Linked DNA regions of Zea mays: regions 1 and 2 are each linked to region 3. The links are chromatin contacts, called in public Hi-C maps. All regions are on one chromosome and are shown on one strand. The core of a region is the stretch at or near the end of the contact, and the rest is flanking DNA. Distances in the headings are between cores, read along the strand shown.

Region 1 (3,515 bases), core at 827-3,326, 410 kb after region 3:
ACATACTAGAAATTGTCCAAGGGCACATTTACCTTTCACTTACTACAGTATGAAGACGCGGTGCCCATGCGGCTATCTCTGGTCGCGTGGTGAACAGCACCCGACCCCACCACGTGGACGGCTCCAGGGCCGCCGCGTGGCTAGAGAAGAAAATATCCTCCAAGGTATCAACAGTGGGTCTGGACCCCCATGGGAAAGTGCCGGACCCCTGTATATGCAGACCGTACGTCCGGGTAAGGTCCAGGACCTCCACGGGTGCAGACCGGACCCCCCCGGCTGGGGTCCGGACCCCTCTGTGTGGGGTCCGGGCCACTCACGGCGGGGTCCCGGGATTTTGGGACAAAGAATACCTAGGCCTTAATCAAGGCCAGGCGGGGGTCCGGAGCTGACACGTGTCCGGACCATACCACGTACGCCTCTGCTCCCCGTTCAGGCAGAGCGCCGATGCTGCCACGTGGCCTACTGCCCGTGACGTAAGCCAGCGGGTGAAGCCTAACGTAAGGCCTCTGGGCCGCGCGACCGCCACATTTATTGCGGATAAGGCATGCCGCCTGTCCATTCCACTGGCAGGCGATGTGTCGTCTCAGCATTTAATGTGCCCTGTCCATTCCACTGGCAGGCGATGTGCCGCCTCAGCATTTAATGTGCCATGTCCACTCCACTGACGGACGGCGATCAGGCCACCCTGCAGGCGGCGTGCCTATCCATTCCGTTGGCAGGCAGTACGCCCGCGCTGCGGCGTACACCATGCTCATCATGACTCGCGCGTCACCGAGGAAGCGGCCGCGAGATATTAATACTATATGCACTACAGACATTATGGCACTCGGAGATCTTCTGGGCGACACTGGCATTGGATACTTCTATATATAATCCCTCCATTTTGCTCCTGGGCCCACATGTCGGAGCTTAGCATCCTTGTACGTGCCCCCCTTGAGGTATAAAAGGGAGGGCACACGACATTACAAGGCAAGCTCACTCAGACCCAACGGACACGCTCACACTCACTCAAACTCACAAGTTCATACAAGCTCTCAAGCTCAATACAACACACAGTGGAGTAGGGTATTACGCTGCAGCGGCCCGAACCACGCTAAACCCTTGTGTGTTCTTGTGTTTATCGTCCATCTAGCTAGCAGGCAAAACGCTTAGGCCCCTCCTCATCTTAGGATTTAGGGTGGGTGCGTTACGCCACCCGGCCGGAGAATTTCCTCTCCGACATTTGGCGCGCCAGGTAGGGGGCCTAGGCTTTAGGTTTTTGCTTGTTTCTCTGCTCGACGCCATAGTTCACATCGTCGAGCACCATGATCTCATGCCCGAGGACTTCATGCTGGAGGAGGAAGCTGCCTCCTCCACATCGCAGGCCACCAATCTCCCTGCACCTGTTGCAGCCGCTGCTGTGCACTCTGCGCGGCAGCACACTCCCGCGCAGACGTCCAGGGCGTATAGGGCTGCGCCTGAGGCGCGGGGCGCTGTCAGCGGCCAGAGAGTTGTTGCGCCACCCCCAAGGTCCACGGCCTCACCGGGGGCCATGAAGAAGTGACGCGACGACGTCAACCGCCTACTCGGCATGGCACACTCTGGCTCAGCCAGGCCTAGGCCTCGTTGAAGGGGGTTTTTGTAAAAAGATGATGCATGACGACCATTAAACTATTGAAACTGGTGATTTATAATACTTTCTCGGTTCCAAAATAGTATTTTTTAGGCTTTTGTTTTTATGTTTATAATTAATTAGATGATGATGAATATAAATATATATATATAACCCATACTTATATAAATATATTAAGGGGGTGTTTGAATGCACTAGAACTAATAGTTAGTTAGCTAAAAATTGTTAGTAGAATTAGCTAGCTAATAAATAGCTACCTAACTATTAACTAATTTATTAATAATAGTTAATATTTGAACTATTATATAGGGTATTTGGATGTCTCAACTAATTTTATCCACTAACTGTTAGTTTTAGTACATTCAAGCACCCGTTAAGTATCTAAAATAAATTTTAATTTAAAGCACAGGGAGTAGTAAAGAACTAAAGATAAAAATAAAGATTTTTTCTCACAGTTGCGGTCGCACCACACGCGGCGCGCGTAGGCAACCGGTTCCAGCGCATCGGCCTCGTCCCTCCCTCCTGCTGTCCTGCACCCCAGCCGGTCGCCGAGCCCGATCGAGTTCCCGTCTAAGCCGCACGCCGTTCCGGCCCCGATCCGCCGCATCACGTCGGCCCGACATGTACCAGTGGCGCAAGTTCGAGTTCTTTGAGGAGAAGTCTGCCGGCCGCGGCGGCGGCGGGGGTTCAGCCGCCGCCGTGCCGGCCGAGATCGCGGGCCGAGTCACCTGCTGCTCGGGCGGCCGGGGCCGCGTCGCGGTGGGGTGCGACGACGGCACCGTGGGCCTTCTCGACCGCGGGTTCCGCCTCTCCTATGGCTTCCAGGCCTACGCCTCCTCGGTCCTCTTCCTCCAGCAGCTCAAGGTACCGCCCAGAACCCTCGTTGCGCATCTGAAGCACCGGCGTTCGCGGCCACCTCGCAAATTTATGCAACTTCTCGTCAAATTACTGGCTAGAACACTACTTAGTGGTTCTTCACACTGGATCATGTGTAATTCACTAATTCGGGTGCATTTTAGAAACAAAAATTACCTGTTTCTTACTAAAATCAGCTGCTAGGTATGACAAGACATGTGAGTTTTACCAATCTTGGATGGCCACCTAAGTCTTGTACTGTGGCTAAGCAATGCCAGAAATCTTTCCTGAAATTGGCCAAAAATCTTGTTAGATTAGTTGATTTTGTCAACTTTCAAGATCAGTGATCTTGTTTATTCTGGCCTATCAGATTCCATACTCTGCGGAAAAAAACCCTGTTCAATTGCGGTGCCAGTGCCATTTATTTATTTATCATTTGCTAATTGAGATCTACGAATTGCCCCTTACCGCTGTGTCAAACATTTATTCACACTGTACAGTTTTGTTGTGATAACTACAGCTGCATAATGAACCTAATTAACAACTTATATTGCTCTGTTTATTCAGCAAAGAAATGTTCTTGTCACGGTTGGAGACGATGACCAGTCATCTTCTCAGGCATCAGCAATCTGTCTAAAGGTTTTTGACCTCGATAAAGTACAAGAAGAAGGATCAAGCACAACAACTCCTTTCTGTGTTCAAATTTTGCGGATCTTCACTGATCAATTTCCTCAAGCAAAGGTAAATTCTCTCTTTTATTTTCTATTTGGATTCACATGTTCTGTATGTCACATGATCTCTGTTATATATTTCGTATATATGACAGATTGTAACATCTGATTTGAGTGTAATTGGCATATTTTGCTGTGTTTTGCAGATTACATCATTTATGGTTCTAGAAGAAGCACCACCCATACTGATGATTGCCATTGGACTGGACAATGGTTTCATTTATTGCATCAAAGGTGACATTGCACGTGAGCGTATTACACGTTTCAAGTTGCAAGTTGAGGCTGCTTCAGATGGCAGCACTAGTTTGCCTATTACT
Region 2 (3,492 bases), core at 169-2,668, 310 kb before region 3:
CCATATCCTTTGCTCTGTCCGGTGTTTCGATCCTTGATCACCTTAGCCATGACAATATCCCCAAATTGCGAAAACAGACTGACTAATCCATCATCATCCATTGTAGGTGGCAGGTAGCCGATATACAGATTTGTCTCGTCATAGTCTTTCTTGATACCATTGAGCCCAATGACAGCAGCACCACCACCGGCTGACCAAGGCGGGTTACTCCCCGTTCCAGCAGAAGCACCACCGCTACCACCACTTCCTGTAAGAGCCAACATTGGACCACCAGATTTGTTCATGGACTCAGGTGCACTGCCGCCACCAAGCTCAGCCAGGAAGTTCTGGTATTCATCATCCATCTTCTTACCAGAAGTGCCCTTGACTGGACAATCAATAGTCGGGTGCCCACCATCCCCACAGATCTTGCACTGCACATCACTCTTAAACGTGTTCATCTTGTTAGGGCAAGCATACTGCCTGTGACCAGCCTCACCACATGTTCTACAAAACTCGTCGTCCCTAATTGTTCCATTAAGAGCGGCAAGCTCCCGGAGCTGCTGCCGCTTGTGCTCATTGAGCACCTCATCCACCGGGGTGAGCAGCTTCTCCACCATACCAGCAGCCGCATCGAGTGCCTCCTGCGTCTCTGCCTCAACAAGCACGTGGAGATCTTCGTTCTCACTGGGATCCGGCTTGAGGTCCCTCTTCTGCAGAAACTTCCCTTCCTTGACACTACCCTTCCCCCTAATGACAATCTTGGCACCAGTCTCCTTCTCCATACGCTTCTGCGTGTTGCCACGAGGGCCAATGATGAGGCCGATAAAGTTGTAGCCGGGGTATTCCTTCATGGGGATGTAGAGTTTCTTCTGGAGCTTGGGTGGGCGGTAGTCGGAGGGGGGCTTGAAGGCGGGGTTGCGGCGGATGAGCTGCGAGATAATATCCTGCCTCTCGCGGTTGAGGCGCTCCCTGGCGCGGTATTCGCGGGTGTTTATGCGGATGCCGAAGTTGTCGTAGACGGGCTCGGGGGACGGAGAGCGCGCGCCCTCGGGCCGGTCGTCGAGCGGGAGGCCCGACTGCAGCAGGCGCGAGATGTCGAGGAGGCGCGCGTTGAGAGCGTGCACCTCGGGGTCCATCTCGGCCGCGAAGTCCTTCATGAAGTCCGGCAGCGCGATGGCTGGGCGCGGCTCCTCCTCGGCCCACCGCGTTTTGCGCTTCCGGCCCACGGCCCCGCCCTCGCCGCCGGAGTTGTTGGCGGAGTCGTCGTTAGACTGCTCCCAGCGGCTGCGGCGGCGGCGGCGAGACGAGTCACCGGCGCCGTTGTGGTGGGGCTCGGAAGAGCCTGCGCGGGGCGGGTCGGAGGAAGGCTCGCGCGAGGGGGAGCGGGCTAGGGTTTCGGCGGAAGCCATGGCTGAGTCTGCGCTGAGGGAGGGGAGATGGGGAACCGGAAGGCAGTCTGATTTGGAATCGCTCGGTTTTTTTTAGGGGAGAAAAGGTCGATGGAAAGTTCGGGGGCGGTTCACGGAATCGGTTCGGTTATCGCCTTATCGGAGAAGGCCCAATTGTGAGATTTCGAAAATTTTGATGCCAATTTTTCTATTTGACGAGTTTTCGCTGAAACGAAATATGAAAACGCTGCAACGGATTTCAAACGAAAACTTAAACAAATTTCGGAAAGTAATAAAACAAAAAAGTAATATTTAGATCGGTTTTCAGATTTGACCTATAAACGCTCATTCTAATTCTATAAAATCTATATCTATATATCTATATATATTATATTAAAGCACCAGTTTCAACGGTCGTCATGCGTCATTTTTTATAAATAATTTATCACAGCTATTTTAAATTAATCCGCTGCACGTCTATAGATACCAAATGATATCCGACACGGACTAGATGCACGCGGGCCACAACTATGGCACAGACACGTCATGCCGGCCTGCTAACTGTGTCGGGCCAGCTCGTTAGCCCGTCGATTCATTTAATTAAATCAGCGTAACGACGCCCGACACGGGCTAAATGCACATGGGCCACAACTATGGCACAGGCACGTCACGCCAGCCTGCTAACTGTGCCAGGCCAGCCCGTTAGCCCGCTGAAACGAAATATGAAAACGCTGCAACGGATTTCAAACGAAAACTTAAACAAATTTCGGAAAGTAATAAAACAAAAAAGTAATATTTAGATCGGTTTTCAGATTTGACCTATAAACGCTCATTCTAATTCTATAAAATCCATATCTATATATTACATTAAAGCACCAGTTTCAACGGTCGTCATGCGTCATTTTTTTACAAATAATTTATCACAGCTATTTTAAATTAATCCGCTGCACGTCTATAGATACCAAATGATATCCGACACGGACTAGATACACGCGGGCCACAACTATGGCACAGACACGTCATGCCGGCCTGCTAACTGTGTCGGGCCAGCTCGTTAGCCCGTCGATTCATTTAATTAAATCAGCGTAACGACGCCCGACACGGGCTAAATGCACACGGGCCACAACTATGGCACAGGCACGTCACACCAGCCTGCTAACTGTGCCAGGCCAGCCCGTTAGCCCGTCGATCCATTTAATTAAATCAGCGTAAAATGTTAAAAAACAGTGCAGGAGGTGGGGTGTGAACCCATGCCTTGATGGAAGAAGGGCGGGAGACACCAGGTGAAACTGTCTAACCAGTAGATTATCACGCTAAGATGTTTTTAATATTGAATATAAATTGTATTGTTGGGGACTCGTTCTCAAATGCTATGAATTAAGAACAAGGCAACATAAAATGTTAAATGTTAATACCCTTCGTCCAATGAAGCATTATTCCTTTAAGAATTAATGCACCTCGGACGAAGGTTGTCGGGGACCATAATTAGGGGTACCCTCAAGACGCCTAATTCTCAGCTGGTAACCCCCATCAGCATAAAGCTGCAGAGGCCTGATGGGTGCGATTAAGTCAGGGATCAGTCCATACGAGTGACTCGATCACGCTTCACCCGAGCCTAGCCTCGGACTCGGGCAGCCGACCTCGAGGGACTTCCGTCTCGCCCGAGGCCCCCCTTTTAACGGCGGACACATCTCCGGCTCGCCCGAGGCCTTGGCTTCGCTAAGAAGCAACTCTGACTAAATCGCCGCACCGACTGACCAAGTTGCAGGAGCATTTAACGCAAAGGTGGCCTGACACCTCTATCCTGACGCGCGCCCCCCGGCAGAGCCGAAGTGACCGCCGTCACTCCGCTGCTCCACTGACCGGTCTGACAGAAGGACAGCGCCGCCTGCGCCACTCCGACTGCAGTGCCACTCGACAGAGTGAGTCTGACAGGCAGTCAGGCCTCGCCAGGGGCGCCATAGGGAACTCCGCTCCGCCCGACCCCAGGGCTCGGACTCGGGCTAAGACCCGGAAGACGGCGAACTCCGCTCCGCCCGACCCCAGGGCTCGGACTCGGGCTAAGACCCGGAAGACGGCGAACTCCGCTCCGCCCGACCCCAGGGCTCGGACTCGGGCTAAG
Region 3 (3,386 bases), core at 814-3,313:
TTCGATGTTTGACACCTTGTCAGTTTTCTCCCCTAGCTTCAAAATGTCTCGCTGTACTCTCCGTTAGTATTTCTATAGGCTCAGCGCGTATTTATTAGCAAGAAAACTGTGGATAGTTAGCTAGCTGCTTCCTCCCATCAATCAAAGATGACGATTTCAATCATGACTGTTTATGAGAGCTGTTTCCCTCTGTTGTAGGGTTAGTTTAAACAATTACTTTGTATTTAAGAGCATGTTAACCAACAGATCAACAAACTTAAACATGGGCGCGATACGAAATAATAATATGTCAGGTAAGTTCTCACCGAACAGTAGCTGTCAACTAATAACCAGCCAAATCACATATGCATGGTAGACCTCTTTACTAGGGCTAGTTTGGGAGTCACAAAACTGGAGAGAATTAGAGAGGCTAAAATTATTCTCTTATTCAAAGTTGAATAAGGAGGGGATTTAGTCCCTCCAATCTTCTTCGGTATTTGAACTTTCAAACTAGTCCTTAGTGTCGCACTGTCGCGCGCGCGTCTCCTTACCCGGCCCGGGAAACTTGTGGCAATGGTGCCAAATGGCGTAACCTAAGCCAAACCTCGCGCTCTCCCTTGCGCTGGAACGTCGTCGTGTAAGACATCTCTATCCTTGTCTGAAAGCATCATCGCATACATTCATACACGCGGCCATCATCGTCATTGCATTGGGGGCGTAAAACCAGGTTGGCTAATTAATCAAAAATCAGTAGTAAGACCCACACCGATGTGATATGCGCTCAATTAAGCAACCATTTCCTTGGAGCCAAAACCATCGCCGCGGCAGGCCGGCCGGCTGGTTAATTTATGTCACGTACGGAGGGGTGGCACCAAATTAATTAGGCAGCCAACAAAGCTTCAATTGGTAGCAAGATACCACCACCGGTCACAATAATCCAAGCAAGGAAGCAAGGCTTTTTTTGTTGTCGTGCCAACCCCCAGCCCGCAAATCGCAGGCACCCTATGTGCGTGCTGCATGCCGCAGCCTTGCATATGCATGCCATGTTGGTGCCATGCCAAAACTATCTGAGCAAGCTCCATGTCCATGTCACCAACCCTAGCTATATATGTGACTGCTGGTGGTGTTACCAAACCAACCATATATATCAGGACAGAAGGAACAAACCTCTGATGGCCCCCACGCTCTCTCTCTCTCTTTCCCTCCTTTGTCATCTGGGACTGGGAAATAAGACCATCAACGAATAAATAAACCAAGCAAAGCCAAGCCAAGAAGAATGCAAATCACTATATACATCTTTAAAGTGTGAGTTTCGCCGTGCGTCGCTTCCTCGTGAGCTCAACGAGAGTCGTATGAGGATATATCGCGATATAGCTGAATATATTAAGCTAAACAACGTAACTTTTTGCTGCTAAAAAGGATATATCAGGATATATCGACCATTAGAGCTAGCTATTAAAAACCTTGCTTCTAACCACTTCAGCTAGTGTTAGTTTGTTCTATATAAATGATAAATACTATAAATATTCCATTAGCTGCTTTGATGCGTGACAGGAGAGAGAGAAAAGAAGAAATTTAAGGCTGTCAAAGATATAGCACACACTAACCAGAATCATTAATGGGCCCAACCATCAGTGCCCCCACCACCTCTGGTTTGTCCACTCTCTCTCTCTCTCTTTAAAATTGAAGGAAATTGGAACGAAAGAAAAAAAACAAATATTTGCTTCAAAAGCTGAGCGAGGAGGAGAGAGGAAAAGATGATGAGAGGAGAGAGAGAGTGGGGCAAAAAAAACGACAGGAGAGAGAGAAAGTGTGGAGGGAGTATCAAGAAAGGAGAGGCTTTGCGTCCAAGCGTGCTCCCCTTGAAGCAACCCTCCTCCGGTCAGCGGCGCTGTTGACCGTGTGCAGGCGCGGCGCCAGCGCCACACCTCCAAATCCAATCTCGCAACGGAACGGAGTGAGTGGAGAACGGCTCTTCCCTTCCTCGCACGTCGCACCCCACGAGGCCACGACCCTGTCCTCCTCATCGCCCGCCTTGCATTGGGCCTCCTATATATGGCTGCCCCTCCTCTCCACCCTCGCCATTACGGACACACGGGCACCCCGTCTCCTCTTCTTTCTCTGTGTCTCTGTCTCCTCACCAAAGAACCGCAACTAGGAACGGCTCGCCACAGAAGAACGTACGGCTATGAAGACGAGGCGCGGTGCCTGCTACTCCTGCCATGCGGCGCCGGGCGAGGGCCCGGAGGTGCAACGCCGGAAGAGGCGCAGGACGGCGGCCGAGGCATCGCCGGCGGCTGCCGAAGATCCAGGTGTCCGCCTGGGCGCCAGAGACATGTTCGAGGATCTGCCCGACGATCTCGTCGTCTCCATACTGAGGGACGTCGCCGCGTCCGCCGGCTCGCCGGCCGATCTCGCCGGCGCCATGCTCACGTACGTACGTCCAGTATATCGCGCCTGTCTTCTGGTGCCCGGTGCTTGGATTTGTAACCTGGATGTGTGTTCGCGCGTGTGTGCAGGTGCAAGAGATTCAGGGAGCTAGTAGCGCGGAGCAAGGTGGTGGTGCTCGCGCGGGCGTCGCCGCGGTGCCTCTCGGTGCGCGCCAAGGCCTGGTCGGACGAGGCGCACCGGTTCCTGCAGCGCTGCGCCGACGCCGGCAACCTCGAAGCCTGCTACCTTCTCGGCATGGTGAGGACAAAGAATCGTCTGTGGCGCCTTGACGCTAGCTAGACGTCGGGAGGGATCGATCGCGCTGACGAAGCTGATATATGGTGGGTGGGTGCATGCAGATTCGGTTCTACTGCCTGGGGAGCCGCGGCTCGGGCGCGGCGCTGATGGCGGCGGCGGCGGTGGGCGGGCACCGCGAGGCGCTGTACTCGCTGGCCGTGATCCAGTTCAACGGCAGCGGCGGCGGGAAGGACGACCGCGACCTCCGCGCCGGAGCCGCGCTGTGCGCGCGCGCGGCGGCGCGGGGCCACGTGGACGCGCTCCGCGAGCTGGGGCACTGCCTGCAGGACGGCTACGGCGTGCGCCGGTCCGTGCTGGACGGGCGGCGCCTCCTCATCCAGGCGAACGCGCGCGAGCTCGCGGCCGCCTCGGTGGCGCACCCGTGCCTCCTCATGAGCGACCTGGGGTGCCGCGCCGGCGAGGCGCACGCGGCCAACCGGTTCCTGGTGGACTGGTTCGCGTCGCGGCCGCTGGGCTTGACGCCCGGCGGCAACGGCAACGGCAGCGCCGGGACGGCGGGCTCGCCGGAGGAGGACGGCGTTGGCGGTCTCCGGCTGTGCTCGCAGGCGCTGTGCGGGCGGCCCGAGACGCGGCGGCACGAGTTCAGGCGGTGCTCGGTGTGCGGCGTGGTGAACTACTGCTCCCGCGCGTGCCAGGCGCTGCACTGGAGGATGGCGCAC

The links. A called contact is a pair of places that touch in the nucleus more often than the background predicts.
Region 1: a Hi-C map of leaf shows a contact between it and region 3, with 4 times the contacts expected there. The contact joins the promoter of LOC100217064 here to the promoter of LOC100283386 in region 3. A contact is called at or near these places in 5 of 25 Hi-C or Micro-C datasets (bundle sheath, leaf and tassel).
Region 2: a Hi-C map of ear shows a contact between it and region 3, with 3 times the contacts expected there. The contact joins the promoter of LOC100383202 here to the promoter of LOC100283386 in region 3. A contact is called at or near these places in 2 of 25 Hi-C or Micro-C datasets (ear and leaf).

The regions. Positions count from the first base shown.
Region 1 is chr10:110,777,143-110,780,657 of Zm-B73-REFERENCE-NAM-5.0, reverse strand. LOC100217064 (Vacuolar protein-sorting-associated protein 11-like protein) reads left to right here and starts at 2,076. Exons shown (of 5, transcript NM_001359554.1): 1 at 2,076-2,476; 2 at 3,035-3,208; 3 at 3,345-3,515. The coding sequence starts at 2,234.
Region 2 is chr10:111,489,269-111,492,760 of Zm-B73-REFERENCE-NAM-5.0, reverse strand. LOC100383202 (splicing factor-related) reads right to left here and starts at 1,418. Exons shown (of 2, transcript NM_001175864.1): 1 at 1-1,418. The coding sequence starts at 1,391.
Region 3 is chr10:111,182,349-111,185,734 of Zm-B73-REFERENCE-NAM-5.0, reverse strand. LOC100283386 reads left to right here and starts at 2,063. Exons shown (of 3, transcript NM_001367102.1): 1 at 2,063-2,412; 2 at 2,499-2,667; 3 at 2,769-3,386. The coding sequence starts at 2,168.